3 separate regions of the Mus musculus genome follow, and all the other regions are linked to region 1. The links are chromatin contacts, called in public HiChIP or PLAC-seq and promoter capture Hi-C maps. All regions are on one chromosome and are shown on one strand. Each heading gives the region's core, a stretch centred on a gene start, on an enhancer-like site or on the middle of the called end of the contact. The rest is flanking DNA. Distances are from core to core; before and after follow the strand shown. Region 1 holds the start of Rae1 (ribonucleic acid export 1). Region 2 holds the start of Prelid3b (PRELI domain containing 3B). Region 3 holds the start of Nelfcd (negative elongation factor complex member C/D, Th1l).

What was found. Promoter capture Hi-C pulls out the DNA fragments that hold promoters and counts their contacts. HiChIP or PLAC-seq counts read pairs in DNA pulled down with a chosen protein or histone mark.
Region 2: a promoter capture Hi-C map of neutrophils shows a contact between it and region 1, with 3 times the contacts expected there. The contact joins the promoter of Prelid3b here to the promoter of Rae1 in region 1. A contact is called at or near these places in 4 of 39 promoter capture datasets (liver, neutrophils and pre-B cells), 2 of 484 Hi-C or Micro-C datasets (the G1E-ER4 cell line and rod photoreceptor), 1 of 115 datasets of contacts at active chromatin or transcription factors (fibro-adipogenic progenitors) and 1 of 9 other capture datasets (liver).
Region 3: an H3K27ac HiChIP or PLAC-seq map of extraembryonic endoderm stem cells shows a contact between it and region 1, with 12 times the contacts expected there. The contact joins the promoter of Nelfcd here to the promoter of Rae1 in region 1. A contact is called at or near these places in 2 of 39 promoter capture datasets (liver and pre-B cells), 1 of 484 Hi-C or Micro-C datasets (CD4 T cells), 1 of 115 datasets of contacts at active chromatin or transcription factors (extraembryonic endoderm stem cells) and 1 of 9 other capture datasets (adipose tissue).

What each region holds. Positions count from the first base shown.
Region 1 is chr2:172,998,177-173,002,196 of GRCm38.p6, forward strand. It overlaps Rae1 (ribonucleic acid export 1), which reads left to right and starts at 1,941. Exons shown (of 12, transcript NM_175112.5): 1 at 1,941-2,200.
Region 2 is chr2:174,471,051-174,475,070 of GRCm38.p6, forward strand. It overlaps Prelid3b (PRELI domain containing 3B), which reads right to left and starts at 1,891. Exons shown (of 6, transcript NM_025531.2): 1 at 1,782-1,891. The coding sequence starts at 1,813. It overlaps Gm38546 (a long non-coding RNA gene), which reads left to right and starts at 1,961. Exons shown (of 2, transcript XR_867090.2): 1 at 1,961-2,539; 2 at 2,764-3,059.
Region 3 is chr2:174,414,036-174,418,055 of GRCm38.p6, forward strand. Nelfcd (negative elongation factor complex member C/D, Th1l) reads left to right here and starts at 1,769. Exons shown (of 15, transcript NM_020580.3): 1 at 1,769-1,921. The coding sequence starts at 1,835.

The sequences.
Region 1 (4,020 bases), core at 691-3,190:
GAGGAAAGGGTTTATTCTGCTTAGGCGTCTACATCACAGGTCATTAGCAAAGGAAGTCAGGGCAGGAACCTGGAGCAAGAGCTGATGCAGAGGCCATGGTGGGATGCTGCTTACTGGCTTGCTTTCTGTGGCTTGCTCAGCCTGCTTTCTTATAGAACCCAGGGATGGCCCCATCCACCATGGGTTGGGCCCTCCACCACTGATCACTAATTAAGGAATTGCTTTACTGTCTTGCGCACAGCCTAATCTTATGGAGGCATTTTCTTAACTGAGGTTCCCTCCTGTCAGATGACTTTAGCTTGTGTCAAGTTGGCATAAAACTATCCAGCACACCCCGCAGGACTATAATGCAGTGCTGCAAGGGCCATGGCCCTAAAGGGAACTGTGCTGTTTGCTGCTTGATGGTTGTGGCCGTTACTGTAAAGCCTCTTTGGTCACTGTCAGCTGCCCTCACTAAGGGTGTGCTGTGCTGGCTAGTTAATGAATTCTTTAGACAGGGATCACAAGGCTGGGGAGACAGAGGAATCAGTCTGGGCGGGTCCTGGGAAGGTCATAGTAACAATGCCCTGTGAAACCAACCTAAAGGAGCCCTCTACTCTGGACCCAACTCTTCCCCTGAGCCCCAACAGGAATAAACACGACGACGACAAACCAAACACTATGTACGCTAACTAAACCTTGTTATTTGACTTCTCAGGGGATGGGAGTAAGTAGATGATCACCAAGTGTCCTAGACAGGCCTGTTTCCTCTGTGTTGTACTGAGGTCCCTTAAGACAGGTAACCAGCGGCCAGTTTTTATTCCATTGTTCTGTAACCCTGTTCCTGCCTTACATTTTTAAAAATTGTTTTGGAGACAGAACATTTCTGTGTAGTTCTGATTGGCCTAGAACTCACAGAGACGCCCCCCCCCACCCCCTGCCTCTACCTCCTGCGTGCAGGGATTGGAAGGCCTGCCAAGTTGCCCAACAAGGAAACTAATTTTGTAGGGACCAATCACATTTTGTTCTTCCTCACTGACACTTGTCCTTTCTCTCTCTCTAAAACCGCTTTCCCTGATTGGTTCATTGGAACCCCCATTCTGGAATCTAGCTAACTATGTTGTCATTTTATCTGACACCTTAAACACTCTATGTGGAATGTTTCATAGAGCAGGACTTTTGTGTTTCAAACAGGCTTAATACTGACCTATTAGTACATGGGGCTCAGTAATTAAGTGTACTTGTTGCTCTTGAAGAGAGCCATGGTTCGGTTCCCAGTACCCACATGATGGTTCGACTATCTGTAACTCCTGTTCCAGGGGCTCCTACACAGTTTTCATGCCTCCCCAAGCATGTGGTGCATATACATACACACAGGGACAACATCCATGCACGGAAATAAATCTTAAACATCTCAGGGAGTAGGAACCATTCCCCTTATCATACCGCTCGGGATGTTCCAAGTAGGCAGCCTCTCAGAGGACAGTGCTAGATCTGAGCTGGGGAACTCTTTTTTTGTTTGTTTGTTTGTTTGTTTTTTGTTTTTACATGTATATGAGTATGTTGCCTGAAGAAGTTTAAGCACCACTGCGTGCAATGACCACAGAGACCAGAAGAGGGCGTCAGTTCTCCAAGAACTGGTGTTGGTTCTCTTGGACCTGTGAGCCGTCCAGTAGGTGTTGGGAATAGAATCTGGGTCTTCCCCAAGAAGCCACTGCTCTTGGCCGCTGAGCCATCTCTTCGGCTCCACGATCATCTTTAGACGTTTAAACAACAATCAATATAACGATACACACGCGAAAACAACGCCCTCTCTCAACTAGTTGCCTGGCAACTGCGCTGGCCGACTTTCCACAAACGCACAACTGCTGGCATAAACACTTCCTCTCGCCCTCAGCAGGGCTTCTGCGCATGTGCGCCCGCCTTGAGAGGGGCGGGACGCCGTGCTCTGACGCTTTCCGGGCAGTCCCGGAAGTGGCTCGTGGCGCGTGCGCGGTGCTTCTGTGGTAACGGGGCAGTTTCCACCGGCTTGAGGCGGACGACTCGGCGGTCTGGGGTCTCCCGGCTGCGCCCCCTCTGCCCCGCGCCAGAGCAGGTCCGTGGCTTCGGGCCCCGCCGCGTGCGTGTTCCTCAGGCGGCCGCCGCGCTCCCTCCGGGAAGCCCGGGCCCGCGTGAGGAGACCGAGCCCCTCTCTGCAGCCGGACCCCGTGCGCTCCGCTAGGTAGGCCGGGCCTCTCCGCGTGCGCACACCGCCCAGGCCACGGGGGTGAGGGGACGGTGGGGGACCGCGGCGTGCGCGGATGGGAGGGGCACGGCCGAGCCGGCGGGCGTGGTCGGACGCTTGGGAGCAGCCCGAGCTAACCCAGTCAGCCAGGAGAAAGGCCCCTGAGAGCTACGGGAGCTGGAGAGATGGCTGCGCTGCCTGCCAGAGGTCCGACCGCCTCTTCACCCCCGCTGCAGGGCACCCGGTACGCCCTTGCTCTTCTCACGTGCGCATGGTGATCTGAAACTAAGTCCTCAAGTAAATTGCACGGGAGAGGAGCGTGCGGATCCCAGCACACACTGGGGGTCGTTTCGTTTCCTAACTCCAGGATGGAGGAGTTAGTTTTTCCGGTGAAAATCAAGACTAACTCACGCTCCGGAGAAACATAGCCCTGGCTGCGTGTCTGTGCATCCCTCTCCCTGTACAGACAGGCTTGTAGTCCTCAGCCCCGAGAGTTGTCTCCCGAGCCGTCTTCTGAGACGTGAATGTGCACCTTATGGTGGCTCTGACACATCGTGGCTGTCTCGAAGGCAGCAGGAGTCAAATGCGCTCCCACAGTTCCTTGCAGTTTCCCTTTCCTTGTTATTTTAAGGAAGCGACCCTCATTAGGCTGTGGATTGCTCGGGCCTTAGCCTCGCTTTTGGAGAGGTGGCTGACTTGGTGGAAGTCTGGGTTTTAAGAATTTGCTTTTTAGTAACAGCTTGAAATGTGGCAAAAGCATATGGGAGTCTGGAGTCACAGTGCACAGATGGTTTCCTTGGCAACGACACAGTTGTCAATTACATTCAGTGTTAGACCGTGCAAATCCTTTTCTTTAAATGGGCTCTTTTGTAGACCAGGCTGTCCTCAGATTTCTGTACAGTCAGGGATGGCCTGCTCCTCCTGACCCTGCCTCCCAAGTGCAGAGATCACCTGTGCCAGCTCACCTGACTAACCCTAAACTTTCTCTGCCTGTTGTGTGTATGGCCATGCATGCGTGTCACAGTCCACATCTGGGCAGAGGACAACTTTGGAGTTCTCGCCTGCCTTTCTGTTGGTTCTGAGGGTCGAACTCGGGTTTCCAGGCTTGCACACCAAGTGTCTTTACTACCTGAGCCAACTCACCAGCCACAGAGGAGCCTGGAGAATGTGCACTGTTGTTTCAGGACAGCCGGAAGATGAGGCATGGCGAGGGACGGTAGGGCCCGGTAGACTGCCACGCTCAAGAAAGCAGTGCTGACTATCGATGGCTCCAAGTCTACACCGTCACACCAGACCTTCAGTACTCAGTGGGCCAAAGTAGATTGCTTTGGATTGTTCTTTTCTTTTTTGGTGTTTTGAGACGGGGTCTCTGTGTAGCCCTGGCTCTCTTGAAACTCACTCTGTAGACAAGGTTGGCCTCAACTCTCAGAGATCCGCCTGCCTCTGCCTCGCAAATGCTGGGATTTAAAGGCATGTGCCACCACTGCCTGGCATGAACTGCTTTTCTTAAAGCCCTGAGAAATTGTGGAACACCTGCCAGAACTGGTTGTTCTTTCTAGGTAACATCATGTAGACATTGACCTAAAATAGAGAGGAAGGGGGACCCTGGGCACAGGAGGCCCCTCTGCCCACTGCTGGGTGCCCAGTGTGCAGTTCTGACTCTGGAGAGTGATACCTCTTTCCTAGCTGCTGACTGAAGCACTGTAATATGTCTGCGTTGGTGCCCTAGTGCTAGCAAGGGCATCCTCCCTAGACAGTAAAGTAGATGTGGATGTAGGAAAGTCTTCCTTCATAGCTTCCAGAGGCTAACAATGCTC
Region 2 (4,020 bases), core at 641-3,140, 1.5 Mb after region 1:
TGTTACTGTTTTGAGATGTGGCCTTGCTATGCTGTCCTGGCTGCCCAGCACACACTGTGTACCCGGATGTTCAGGCTAGCCTGATATTCATGGGAATTCTCCTGTCTCAGGCTCCCAAACTGTTAGGGTTACAGGCATGCAGCACCATCCTGGCTGACATACAGATCCTGGTGCCAAAGTGCATGTAGGCTGGGACTTTGGGTGGCCCAACCGGTCTGGATACAAGGCACTGCTGGGCTCCTCCCAGGGAGCAGTTGTGTATCTATCTTCTAGAAGACAGGTCCTTCAGCTTTCATCTACTCCAGAGGTCTGTGGCAAAAATAGACTAGGATCACCAACGACCGACTTTCATTGAACACATGCCGTTAGGAAAGGGAAGGGATGGATCCAAGGGTTGGGGTAGGGGGGGTGAGGGGGGAGGCAAGCCGAGGAAAGAGTATAGATGTAGAGAACCGTAAGGGAGGAACAAGTTCTAAGTTCTAAGGATGACACTTTGGGCCAACAGCTCTGAAGCAAAGCATTCAGATGTAGAAGAGGACTGGGGTCCAGAACCCCTTGTTCTGAAACAGACAGCATCCTAAGGACCACAGCCCCTCAGTCCCAGAAGTGGTACAAACGTTGAGAGTCCCTTCTAGTTCTAGTAGTTTGTCCTTTCTGGGACACAGCAGGTACTCAGATATGATCTACTATGTAAAACTTCTTTTACAATTACCCTCAGTAATCAGGATTGGCATTTGTAGATTAAAAGGCACCATAAAGCTATACTATTAAAACAGTGTGGCAACATTGGCCAAGTGAGTGAAGGAGCTCAGATCATCTGGAAGTGGTTTCGGATGTAAGTCAACAATAACTATGACAAGATGACATTGTAGAATAGAGCACAATAAATCAGTCAGAAAGGAGGGCTGGAACAAGGCGTAAACCAGTTATTTAGGTAGAAAGCTCTGTTGTTCTTGTGTGTGGCACCATGAACCTGGGTGGTATAATTCCCAACACCCCACTGACTCTGATCCTGTTTCCCACTATAAGTTCAGAGAACCATAAAGCTGTGACTGGATGTGATAGCAGACACTGGCTATCAGTCAGCTGTCATGGCTGAGAGGAATAGGAAACAGAGGTGACAAATTATCTGCAAGAGCAGGCCCTGGTCTCTAGATCAAGAGATCTTGATCAAGAAATCAAGAGATCTGCTCTCCAGATTGACTGTCATCAATGTTTGGCATCATGGTAGCATGAGCTGAGACCAACAGGAAGACACTCCACGTGGGTGGCCAGCTTTCTAGATGTCCGTGGGGGTGAGGGGCGCTATAACATGGGGGATTTCAGTCAGAACAACCCAGGTCACTCAGGCCATCATGCCATCACTGGGGTTCAGCCACGACACCGTGAGTCTGTCAGGTATCAGTCAGGGCACTCCAGCCACCACAAGCCGTCGGGGTTCAGTCAGGTCCCGGTGAGTCTGTCAGGTATCAGTCAGGAAACTCCAGGATACCCTGGATACGTCGGCGCTCAGGACACCCCAAAACCCTGTGAAGCCCTCGGGCCTCGTGCTCTGTGACCCCTGGAGTCACTTCCGGATCAGGCTCGACGGCCCGCTCTTGTCTTCCGTCAGTGGCGACGGTGTGGGAGGAATTCCCAGGCCTGGGGACAGGGAGCCCTAGCTCGGGTCGGGGTCGTGACCTTGGCGATCCCCCCGAGTCCCGAGCTCCGCTTGTCTCGCTACACCCGACGCCAGGAAGTTCCCCGAGGGCGCCGGAGGCGGGCGCCGCACCCACACTCACTCAAAGACGTGCTCCGAAGTCCAGATCTTCATGGTGCCAGCTGCCTGCCCGGTGTCCCTCAGTGTCCGGGGACAGTGAGGCACAGAAGTTCGCCGGCCCCGCCCCGTCCCGGCCGGCCGGCCTCGCAGCGCGCAGGCGCCGTCGAGCCAGGCGCTAGGACGCCCGGAAGTGCCATCCCGCGGCCTAGCCAAGCCGGGTTTGGCTCCGCCCCGCGGCGCAGTCCTGCCCAGTCTTCTTGGCTCAGAGCAACCAAGCCCCGCCCCCCATGCTCGGCGCAATCAAGTCCCTCCTTCGTGAAGGCTCAGTGCGCCGGCGCAGAGCCGAAAAGTGAGGCGGCCGGCCGGCGCCGCACTACGCATGCGCGGGCCTTGGCGGCGGGACTTTTTGGCTGGTTTGGCGGGTTGCTGATATGTGTCTAAAGTTCTCATTGGATGTGGCTGAGCCTGGCGGCGTTTGCCAGAGTACGGTTTTGTGGTGTGGTCTTAGAGAGTTAGTCCCACCTCTTCAATCTAAGCAGTGGGGTGGCGGGACAGGGGTGGTTTCAATCAGCACCCGTGCCCTTGCCAGCCCAGGGTTGGTTACCCTTGGTGGAACAGGCCACCCAGACAGGGCTGGACCAATTGCTCTACGGTCATAGGTCATCTCCATCACCATTTCTCAGTGATGCCCACGCCCTCCTGTGCCTCCACAACTTCCTGTTACATATTCCTCAGCAATTACCACTCTGGAGTCATCTTGTTTATCTGTTAGCTCCCATTGTAAGTCATCCCCCAGAAAGCCAGCCCTGGCCTGTCTCCATCATGGCACTCAGCACCTCTGGATAGCAGGGGTTTAAAGGTTATTGAAAATGAAATAGTTATTTGAGGAATGAATTAATTAGGCCATTTAGTTTATCTGCTTGACTTCTAGTCTGTAGGCACGTGAGGGTGAGGCTCTTGCTAGGCTTGTTCAGTGATTTCCTCCCTGTACCTAATAATTACAGATGACATTCGTGAGAGAATGACTAAGAAGTGAGGGGGCAGGAGCGGATGGCATGTGGTTCTATTCAGAGATGTGCCGGGTAAGATGGACGAACTGCTTGGCTTGGGTTTCAGGTGTAGCTTCCCACCTCTGCGCACCCTGTTCCCCGCATCCTGTGCCTCCCGACAGAACAATTTGCCTTTTGAAATGACAGTTGGAGGAAAATCTTTGCATCTCGGTACTTAAAGAGCTACTTAGAATTACCCTTTGTCCCTAGTTTGTTCAATTGTTAAAAACAAATAAAGCCAGGTTAATTTAGGAGGGTGGATCATTTTTTTTTTTAAAATAGCCAAAGCAGTTTATATTTTAAAAGATAGAAAAATTATATTAGACAGGAAGGAAATAATATGGTTGGTAGCTGCTAAGTGTAATTTGTTTTACCTGGGGGATTATATATATATATATTCAGTACTTTGAGTGATTTCTTGGGGAGATAATGTTTTAAGGGCTGCTGAGAGGGCCCCAGCCTTTGTTAAGATGTGAAGTTAGTGCTGTGTATTACTGGCTCTAGTGCAGTCACTACAGAACAGTCAGTCCCTGCTGCCCTAGAGCTTCATGAAGCTGTTCACCAGCTAGCTGGCCAGCCTCCTCTGCCTCCTCCTCCTCCTCCTCCTCCTCTTCCTCTTTTCTCTTTTCTTTCTTTGCCCCCAGTTCAAGATTTTTTCTTTGTCAAAGTCATACCAGAAAACTTACTTCTTTTCCATTGCTCTCCAAAACATGACTGTACCAGTCTACTGATTTTGCTTCCTTCATCTGGAGTGATGGGGATGGATCGTTAGGTGGGTGGATGTCTGGGGTCCGATGGTCTTTTCTGTGTCTCCCTGTACTAAAAAATGCTAATAACTCTTTGGGGTTTGGAAAACAAGGTCTTCCTTCTATCACTGCCTCCTAGGGACACACTAAGAGGCTCACTGAGGATGCAAAACAAGGTGTTTAGACCCTTAAGAGTCATGTTAGTAATGGTTCCTTTTATTGAGAGAGAAGTCATTAGGACATTGACTTGATTTGGAATACGGTGACTGGATCTCCTGAGTCTGCCCCAGGGATGGCACCTGTGACTCCCGCCTGCCAGGAACTTCACAACTGGTGGGGGACAAACGACAAGTCAAGAGAAAACCACAAGATACCCAAAGAGAAGGCTCTATGTCGGGGAGACCATGGACTGTGAGGAGGAGCTGGTGTGAATGGGCCTCAATGACAAGCCCTGCTTCTGGCTCTG
Region 3 (4,020 bases), core at 519-3,018, 1.4 Mb after region 1:
GTCATAATTAGCCATTTATTGGTTAAGGGAGAGGTGAGTTAGACAATCCCTGCTTCTGTACGTGCAATTAATTATTCATAAATGAATCTGCCTGCTTTCCACTCAGACAGTATCTAAGAGCCATAGTTGGAATTTAACAGACATTCATTATTCCCAACATTTTCAGAAAACAAATAAAAATGAGCCTGAAACAAATCCATAGCAGGGCACTCCTGAACTTAAAGCTCCTTCATCATGTGAGCTGGATCTAGACCCACCAAGCAGAGAGATGGAAAGTGGTCCTTCCACCATCTGCAAAGAAGCCTTTCAGGGTTGCCTCCAATGGCCTCAGCCTGAACACATCTTTGTCCCCAGGCAGAAACCTACCTCCTGCTGGGCTATCTGTGAGTGTACAGACTGGAAGTCTAAGTAGCCTCTTACCAGACCATTCCTTGCCTTTCCACCTTCCTCCTCACTCCCTGCAACTCTGGTTTCCTCCCTCCTCTCCATAAGTCCTCTTTGGGTGTAGCAAATAGCTAGACATTCCAGATATATCTGTTCCATCACTTTCCTTAAACAAAAATCCAGATGAACTTTTATAATAACTAATTCCTGCTGACTACCTGCTAACTCTGTGTCTAGTGCTTCAATGTGCCATCGGACTAAAGCCTTGCAAGTGGTTGTCACCTTGGGTGGCTCTGGCATCAACTACAATGCAGGGTGCCACAAGCTCTGGTGGGGGACTTTCTTCACCAGGTTATTTGGAATGGAAAGAGCCACCCTGAGCATCTTGGGAAAGTCTCTTCTATCATTACAGACTATTTACTTTGGTTATCCAGTATTATCATTTCTCCCCTTTGTTTGCAGGCTAGCTCCCTCGGATCATGGGTGGCAAAGTGGCAAGGATCTCGTCCCTGAGTACGTCACTGTACTCCAGGTGTTATCAATGATCCAGGCACTTAGGAGTTATTCAACAAACACTTGTCAAATGATGGAAGGAAGGAAGAAGTAAAATAGCATTCCAACAGCTCTGCAGACAGTGCCTGAGGACTGTACTACATGGCTGGCTCTTTTCTCTAGCCTCTCCTCACTGTCTGCATCCAGAGCCCATGGTGTTAACCTCCCCGATCGATGATTTGGGGCCACCTGCCAGGAGGCCTCTCCAGGTATCTTCAGTCTAGGTGTTCAGTGGGTCCACTTTTCCAGAGCCCAGTCATGGCTTTTGTAGGCTGTAGGGCCTCCTCCACTGGAAATATGTTTTATATCTCGCTCTGCAATGCACCGAGTACTTTTTGCCCATAGTAAAAGAAATCCGAACATTTCTGTGATACCTGCTCGGTTGGCAGCTGCACTGTCCAGGCAAAGCTTAAGCTCACTGAAGGTTCGAGGTTTTTATAGCAACTGGAAGCATGCTTGCACTTCCGAGTGAGACCCTGTCTTTTTTTTTTTTTTTTTTTTTTTTGAGACAGGGTTTCTCTGTATAGCTCTGGCTGTCCTGGAACTCACTTTGTAGACCAGGCTGGCCTCGAACTCAGAAATTCGCCTGCCTCTGCCTCCCGAGTGCTGGGATTAAAGGCGTGCGCCACCGCGCCCGGCGAGACCCTGTCTTAAAAAGGAGAAAAGGTAACTTGGAAGTGTTCTGGGCAGACATAAAGCTGTGACTCAAGCCATCTTGCTCATGAGAGATCCTACAAGGTGTTTCCCCGCCCAGCAGGCCAAAGACTAGGCCACGCCTCCTCTGTAACCACGCCCCTTTCCAACTCCGCCTCTCTAGCCTTGCCTGAGGCCCAGAACCGCGCACGCGCTCTTCCATTTGTTGTGTCCGGCGCACGCGCAGTGAGGAGACGCGGCAGATATGGCGGGTCCGGCGCCGGGTACAATTATGGGAGAAGACTACTTCGGGAATGCCTCAGAGTGGGGCGAAGAGGCAGACGGCGGCCAGGTGAGAGGGCCGTAGGCGTTCCGCCAGGAAGCCGGGTTTGTGTCCTGTCCTCGCGGCTCCTGCTCCGGCCAGACCCGGGTACGGGGACCCGTGACCCTTGACTCCCTGACCTCCGACCCCGGACCCTAGCAAAGCGGGTCCAGGAACTGCACTCAGGGCTTCGGGCCGGTCCTGCCCCGTTAGGGACCTCAGTTTCCCATGCATTCCGATTCCCAGTGACACCTGGGGCTGATCTCTGCGAAGCAGAAGCCATGGTGCCCGAGGGGGCAGGACAGACTCTAAGGGAGAAGTGGACCACAGTGATACAGTGAACAAACTAACTCCAAACTCCAGCAGCATTCTGGGGTTGGGAAAACACTCTCCGGTGCTGGACAGACCAAACTTTTTTTTCCACTTTTGGGTGATTTCATTCATCCTTAGAGTACAGGACAGGAAAGATCTCGTAGCCCCGACTGTCCAAGATTTGGGTGAGAGATGGGGAACGGGTATCGTTCAGTGTCCCCCCAAACACCAGGGTTAGGAAATCAGAAGTCCACCCAGCTGTATGACTGACTTAAGCCTCCCATATCCTTCTGGACAGTGAGTAGGGGCCCTGGAATTTGGCTTTTCTACAGGAAGTGAGATGAGCTTTGAATGAATATGGGATGCAGTGAGGTATACCAGTGGAGTGGTCAGTGGTGCAGTGAGGGTGATGGAGGAAAGGTGAGGGGTTTCTGGAACCGAGTGAGGGAAGCCCTCCGTGGTTGGTTGGTTGGTTGCTGGACCAGGAGCTGTCAGTCATCAGTTGCAGCTTCCAGGGGTCCTATAGAGCTAGCTGCTGACCAGTAGGACATAAGACCCTGGGCATCTGTTTGTATGCTAGAGCATACTACATCACTTGGGAACTCGGAGGTGGATATATAGAGTTGGATTTAGCTAATTTGGATGTTGGGCTAAGTGCTTTTGTGTGGTATCGCAGGCTAGGCGCTAGAGCAGCAGTTCTCAACCTGTGGGCTGTGACCCTGTGGGGGTCATATCAGATATCTTGCATATTCACATTGTGATTCCTAACAGTAGCAGATGACAGTTATGAAGTAACAACAAAAGTAATTTTACAGGTGGAGTTCACCACAGCATGAGGAACTGTGTTGAAGGGTTGCAGCATTAGGAAGGCTGAGAACCACTGTTCTAGAGTTTGAATTGAGTGTTATTCATAAGTAAAATAAGGCAGAAAGACTCAGCCACCTGCCCAGGGCATAAGGAAGGAAAGAAGACTCAGAGTGATGTCCTTTGTGTCACTTAAGTGGCTCAGTAACTGAGGTGGTTCAGATTCAGTAAGAGTCGGGGATGGCTTAGCGAGTACTGTGCTTGCCACAGGAGCACTAGGTCCTGAGTTCAGAAACTATCATCCACATAAAAAGCTCTTGTCTGTAATCCAGCACCGGGGGATCCCTGGAGCCCCCTGGCCAGCCAGCTGAACCGTCCGTGTTACCGAGAGACCTTCAAAAAGGGGTGTGGAGAGTGACTGGAGAAGACACCCAACCTTGATCTCTAACATCTACACACAGACAATGTACACACAGGAACATCTCAGGAGACCACACAGACACAAGAAAGTACTCTGTGGATTAGCTTGGTGGTTGTCGTCCATGTTCTGTGTCTGTTGAGGGTTAGGCGTGCCAGGCCCTGGCCTAGAGTCCACTGAATTTCAGTCCTTTTTTTTTTTGTTTTTGGTTTTTCGAGACAGGGTTTCTCTGTGTAGCCCTGGCTGTCCTGGAACTCACTTTGTAGACAAGGCTGGCTTCGAACTCAGAAATCTGCCTGCCTCTGCCTCCCAAGTGCTGGGATTAAAGGTGTGCGCCACTATACCTGGCACTGAATTTCAGTCTTAGTGACGCTGGTTTGACCTGTTGACCCTAATGTGTTCTCTCCAATGAGAGGGATGAGCTAGTGGGGTGTCACACCTGTGACTTAGGTGTCCTGACTGTGGTTCAGCACGCCTGTAGGTGGGAATGTGACAGTGTGAAAACACTGCACACCCCTGCGCTTTGCCCACTTGCTTCATCTCTATTCTCTGACTGTACTTGAAGGGGCGAAAGTCCAGAGGGCTGGAGGATGGA